Linked DNA regions of Mus musculus: region 2 is linked to region 1. Evidence: chromatin contacts called from public HiChIP or PLAC-seq data. All regions are on one chromosome and are shown on one strand. Each heading gives the region's core, a stretch centred on a gene start, on an enhancer-like site or on the middle of the called end of the contact. The rest is flanking DNA. Distances are from core to core; before and after follow the strand shown.

The links. HiChIP or PLAC-seq counts read pairs in DNA pulled down with a chosen protein or histone mark.
Region 2: a contact with region 1 is called in a CTCF HiChIP or PLAC-seq map of pro-B cells, with 6 times the contacts expected there. The contact joins the promoter of 4933427E11Rik here to the enhancer-like site in region 1. A contact is called at or near these places in 7 of 39 promoter capture datasets (the 3T3-L1 cell line, the C10 cell line, cranial neural crest and 3 more), 1 of 15 datasets of contacts at CTCF or cohesin (pro-B cells), 2 of 484 Hi-C or Micro-C datasets (the HL-1 cell line and the N1E-115 cell line) and 6 of 115 datasets of contacts at active chromatin or transcription factors (embryonic forebrain, embryonic stem cells, large pre-B cells and 1 more).

The regions. Positions count from the first base shown.
Region 1 is chr15:73,788,696-73,791,395 of GRCm38.p6, reverse strand. It overlaps Mroh5 (maestro heat-like repeat family member 5), which reads left to right. Exons shown (of 11, transcript NM_001368162.1): 8 at 518-676; 9 at 1,304-1,426; 10 at 2,098-2,177. Among named protein-coding and RNA genes, the nearest start is that of Ndufb4c, 20 kb to the left of the region's middle. Within about 2 kb of position 1,360, at least 52 of the 459 cell types and tissues checked have an H3K27ac peak or open chromatin away from gene starts, as enhancers often do. A contact at or near this core is called in pro-B cells, where this site is marked.
Region 2 is chr15:74,707,900-74,710,599 of GRCm38.p6, reverse strand. It overlaps 4933427E11Rik (RIKEN cDNA 4933427E11 gene), which reads right to left and starts at 1,439. Exons shown (of 1, transcript NR_033197.1): 1 at 226-1,439. It overlaps Jrk (jerky), which reads left to right and starts at 1,278. Exons shown (of 2, transcript NM_008415.6): 1 at 1,278-1,353.

The sequences.
Region 1 (2,700 bases), core at 111-2,610:
AGGCTCCGCTGGCTCTTCACATCTGGCAAGTGGCAGAACTGAAGTGCATGCCTCAGACTCTCCGTGGGTACCTGTCACTGTTTTTGCAATGTCACCACGCTAGTACCGTGGTGACATCTGAGAGGAGAGATGACTCTGGGCCACAGTCAAGCAGGAAATTCCACTTTGCCCATTACTGTCTGCCTGGATGGAAGCATGATCTTTCCAGCCCCCCCCCCCCCGGCAGCCCATAAGTGTGTGGTGTGCCCATCAGGGTGCTGGGCTGTAGGGAAAGACTATCACGGGAGAGGCCTCAACTCTTCCAGTTCCAATGGAGCCTAGTACAATGCCTTTGATGTCCTGGTATAATCAGCCTAACTCCCTGAAAATCTAATTTCACTTCTGCTGTTCTCATTTGGTGAACAAAGACCCTCTGGACACTCCCTTCCCCCACCTTGCTGGGATCGGGGTACCCCCTTCTCACCACTCCCCAAGTAGACAGTGGGCAAGACCCAACCCCAAATCCACTCCTACCCAGCTCCACGGCCAGAACACTGAGGACCTTCGGTGGAAGTGGGCCAGCAGCACCATCCTCCTCTCCTACGGCCAGATGGCAGCCTGGGCCAAGAACCACATCCTGCCCTGGGTGGACAACATCTTATCCAGGATGATCTTCTACTTCCACTTCAGCTCCTGGGTACAGGTTGCCTTGCTCACCATCACCCCAGTCCTGCACCTTCCCCAGGACAGAGCTAGGACTCCGGCTCTGCCCTGCCCCGATCATGAACTCAGGGAAGCCTAGGGCCAGCCATCTTTAGCCTTTGCCCAAGTCCCCTGCCCTCCCACCAAACCTCCTGTGCTGTGCATTGCCCCTGTGCCTTTATTACCCTGAAATTTCCTCTGGTCTGATAAGAACCCCATTCCCCCACTTCTTACAATGCAAATACTGGATTTTCACATGGGGGAGGGCTGGATCCTAAGAGGCCAGGGTGATGCCTTTCTCCGAGGAGCACCATAGCCTGGCTTGTGATAGCCAGGATAAGTCTTGCCCATCCAGGCTGTAGGTACCACACTCCAGAAACCCTCACAGGCCCCTCTCACATTTTGGCCAGGCTCACAGAATTCACATGCTTAAACCAAGATCATGCGCTCCTTCCTAAGGAAGGCCCTACCCACCAGCTCCCAGCCCGGTGGTCCCCACCACACCCCTCTCACCCTGACTCAAGTGTGCCTGAAGATGGTGGCCTCGGCCTCGCTTCTTGCTTTCTCCCACAAGCTCCTTGGCTCTCAGCCTGATCTGTCCCCTGGGGCCTGACCTACACAGGATGAGACCCTGAAGCAAAGCTTCCTTACTGCTATCACGATGCTGGTGGGAGCCATCAGCCGGAACGAAGGTGCCCACAGCTACGAGTTCTCCCAGACTAGTGAGCTCCTGGAGTGTCTGATGGTATGTGCACAGGAAGCCTGCCCCTCAGAGCAGCCCTCCTAGGCAGAGCTTCCTCTCTCAGACCAGCAGCTTTCTTAGATACAGGGAGCCTCCTCCCTCAGACCTGGGAAAGGGCAAACACAGGAAATACTCCATATACCCCGAGTTAGTTGGGTCTTGCTGGAACCCTGAGCAGACCGGGTATGGCCACAGTACAGGCAGTGCCATTGAGACCCAGAAAGGCCGACACACTCCATTCTGCTTAATTTCTTGGCTTGGGTCCCAGACCAATCACTTCGGATTTTGGGTACCCATGTAGATTCTTTGGGATATTGAGAAATGCACAAGAAGCTGGGCAGTAGTGTCAGGAGCAAAGGGCCATTGATCAAAACAGGTTGGGTCCTGTCCCCTGCCTGAGATCAAACAGAAAAGTGGAATGATTTCTAAGGAAGAAAGAGGCAGAGCAGCTTAGAGCTAGTCCAGGGCCGGGCAGCTAGGACTCAGTATTCAGGGCTCAGACCTGACCTGTCTTGCACCAGAGACCACGCTGGCTCTATAAGGATGGACCAGATCTCACTGCAAGGTGGCTAAAGACAAGCAGCAGCATCACCCAGGTTGCATGGAGTGGTAATAAGACTTGGTGTCAGAGGTGGGGTCTGCTAGCCTCTGCACCTTCTCCCGTGAACTTACAGACACTGATGGAGAAAGAGCCGCAAGACACACTGGTCACCAGCATCCGCCAGCAGGCCATCCATATTGTCTCCAGCCTCTGGTAGGTTGCAGTCTGTGATGACTGCCAACTCCCTGCCCAGGCTGCTAGCAGGACAAGGTAGAAGGAAGTCAGGCATCAAGGCCCTGCAAGGCAGAGCAGTTAAGCCACTGCAGGTCACAGAGAGCATTTAGTCTGAGCACAGCCACTCCACAGAGACAACCCCCCTCACCAATACTCAAGTAGGCCAAGCATCTAGATCCAGCCAAGCCCCAGGGAAAAGGAGTGAAGCTGGATCTAGAGAGCCAGAGATGCAGGACCCAGTTTATCTCTCCATCCACAGACCACGAAGGAGATTATAGACCAGGGGGCTCACAGCTGCCTACTCACAGACCATAGCAGGCGATCCACATGACCTTTGGCAGGGTGGCATGTGGAGCTGGGTGGCTATCCACTCTGACTGCATTTCCCAGGTGCTAGCCTTCACTTCCTATCTGCCTGCCGCACAGTCACTGCTAGGCCCTGCATGGTGTCTGGGGACACAGCCGGAAGCCAGCAGCAAACACCTCTGTTTTCCAAACATGGC
Region 2 (2,700 bases), core at 190-2,689, 920 kb before region 1:
AATCCAAAAAAATAGATTCTGGGGGCAAGGCCAATCAGATGTGGTGGAATGGGTGTGGGGCATGAGGAAGAGTTCAGGGTGAGTGGGATGGTGGAACTGCCAGGAAAAACCATGGGTAGCACCAGGCCAATCACAAGGCTCCCATCTTCATTTCAGAAACACTGTGTTCAAGGTGCATGTTATGTCCAGGTCCTGGGAAGAGACAGAAGTTTCGACATCAGAGAGGAGATTCTGGAAGGAGACATGGATTTGGGAGCCACCCAGCCTTCCTTGGTATTATTAAAAATCTTGTACTGGAGATCCCTGGGGAATTTGAATGGAGAGAGCAAGAGATTTAACAAGAGAGGGTGGGGAAGAACAGGCAGACGGGTCCTGGGTACTCAGGCAAGGGTGTGAATTAAGGAGGAACAAGTTTCCACAATCTGTGTTTCTATGGAGCTGTGACTAATCACCCCCGTGTGGAGGTCCCAAAACAACACAATTATGTTTTCTCCCACTTCTGAGGACCCAGGGTACTGAGATCAGGGTGCCAACAGGTCTGTAGTCCGAAGTTTCCCCGCCTTTTGGAGCTCCTGTAAACCACTTGCACTTCTTGAATGGTAGTCTTCCTCCATCTTCAAAGCACAAGGCTCAGGCTCTGTTGTCAGTTCATAGCCTTCCTTTGGAGTGTCTTCTCTCACTCGATCCTTTAACAACGAACCGTTGTGCTTACAGACAATCAGAATAAACTTTATACTTCGACGACTTTCTTTTGGTTATGCCTGCCAAGTTCCTTTCAGCTCTTGAACTCGCAGGTTCAGGGATCTAGAGACTGGGCACCCACACAACTGATCGAATTCAGGTATGTTCAACATACAAAATGGTTCATTTCATCTCAATGCCTCTCAAAGCCTCTACGCTATATACTACGATTCAAATCTCATCATCAGCATCGTCTAAATTGGACACGTTTTGAATCCTAGCTAAAAGAAGGGTCCACAAGGATGGAAAGGGGGTCCTGGCAACCGGCGGGCCTTGGGTACCTCCCACCGCAAGGTGGCGTTGGACCCAGCCTTCCGTCCGTGCTCTCCGGGCCATGGCTCCCAGGATCGGACGCTCCGCTCGAAGATTCCGTTCCTCAGGAAACGCGAAGCGCCCTGTGGCTTTTGTTGTTCTACCGGAGGCTGAGCCGCTGGGCCCGGACCGCTTCCTTGCTTGGTCGCCCCTTAGCGACCTAGACACCACCGAGACAGAAGTCTCCCGGTGGTCTAGAGCGTCCCCCGGAAGTGGGTCGGGGAAGGCCGAGAAGAGCGGGCCGGTGGAGAGCTGCGTGGCTGGCGTTTCCGGCCGGTAGCGGCGGCACGGGGTCCGCAGGTGAGTGGGGCTGGGCCGTGCGGGGCTGGGCCGCCGCCTCCGCCGACTGACTTGGAGGCTCATCCCAGAGCCGGACGATCATCGTTGTTTCTGCGCTCGGGAATCGAGTCGCATTCGGGACTCGAGCATCCCTTCTCAGGTCCCCTCGGCTCCCAGGCGCTTCACCAGTCCGCAGACCGGGCAAGCTCGGTTATTCCTGGCTCTCCCCGGACCCCTTCATTCGTTTCTTGCCTGTGTTTTGAGTTTTTTGTTTTTTGTTTTTTTTCCCCCGTGTGTCGTCTGGGCTGCAGCTAGGTTGCAGGCTGTTTCTTCCATCCATTCCCCAGACGTCTCAGGACCTGCGGGAAGAAATTTGCCTCTCCTCTTAGGAGCTTCTCCCACTTTATACTCCCGCTCCAGAAAAGGTCCTTTAAGCTTCTGTTCAAGTGGTCCTTGGTTATCAGTGTTCCCTTGGAACAGTTCTTCCCAAGGTAGAAGCCTCCTGGATCTCTGCAGTCACGTTTAAGAGGTTCTAAGAGTGGTACCAAATTCAAATTTCCTCTTTCCCCTTTCCCCCTACATTAGCACTTACTGGGTAGCCCAGGCTGGCACTGTACTCAAAGCCATTCTGCCTCAGTCTCTCAAGTGCTGAGATGGTAGGCTTGGACCACTACATGGAGCTTGGCAAAAATTTCATTTCTGAAGTGGGTGTCTTCAGTCACTAAACCACTCTCAACACATCTGCAGGGCAGGCACTAAGCCATCATAAGTTGAGCCTCCCGGTAGCCTAAGTTGCTGAGGAATTCCTCGGCTGCCTGGGTTAAACATTACCCCTGAGAGTAGACTCTGGCCTTGATTTCCCTCTGCTCCACAGTGAAGTGCCCACAACAAATACTGTGTGCCAGTGGTATGCACACTATCCTCGATCTAACTAGCAGAGGAGAGCCTTGGGGACCAGCACTGAGTTCTGCAGACCAGGAGACTGACTTAAGGGAATAGAGTTACACAGCTGGCCGGTGGCAAGCTGTATTCCCTGCCTATCTTTGGAACTTCATTTGAATAAATGACTCGTGTGTCTTATGTTGTGGTCTGGGGTGCACTTTTATACTGCTTGTGGAAGTAACTCTGTGGCCTTCTGACTTATCGAATGCTCGATTGGGAGGAGCATTCCAGATAAGATTTACAGGGAGAGAGAAGGCGTTAGTTATGCATTGTGACTCTTAGCCTTTTCTGAACATTTCTAAAGGTTGCTGGTGCTGCTTACTGTGTCGTCTGAAAGGAAGGGCTGGTTAACACACACACACATACACACACACAGGCCAAATGGCACTGATGTTTAAAATCTAAGCATATCTTGAGTGCTTGCTC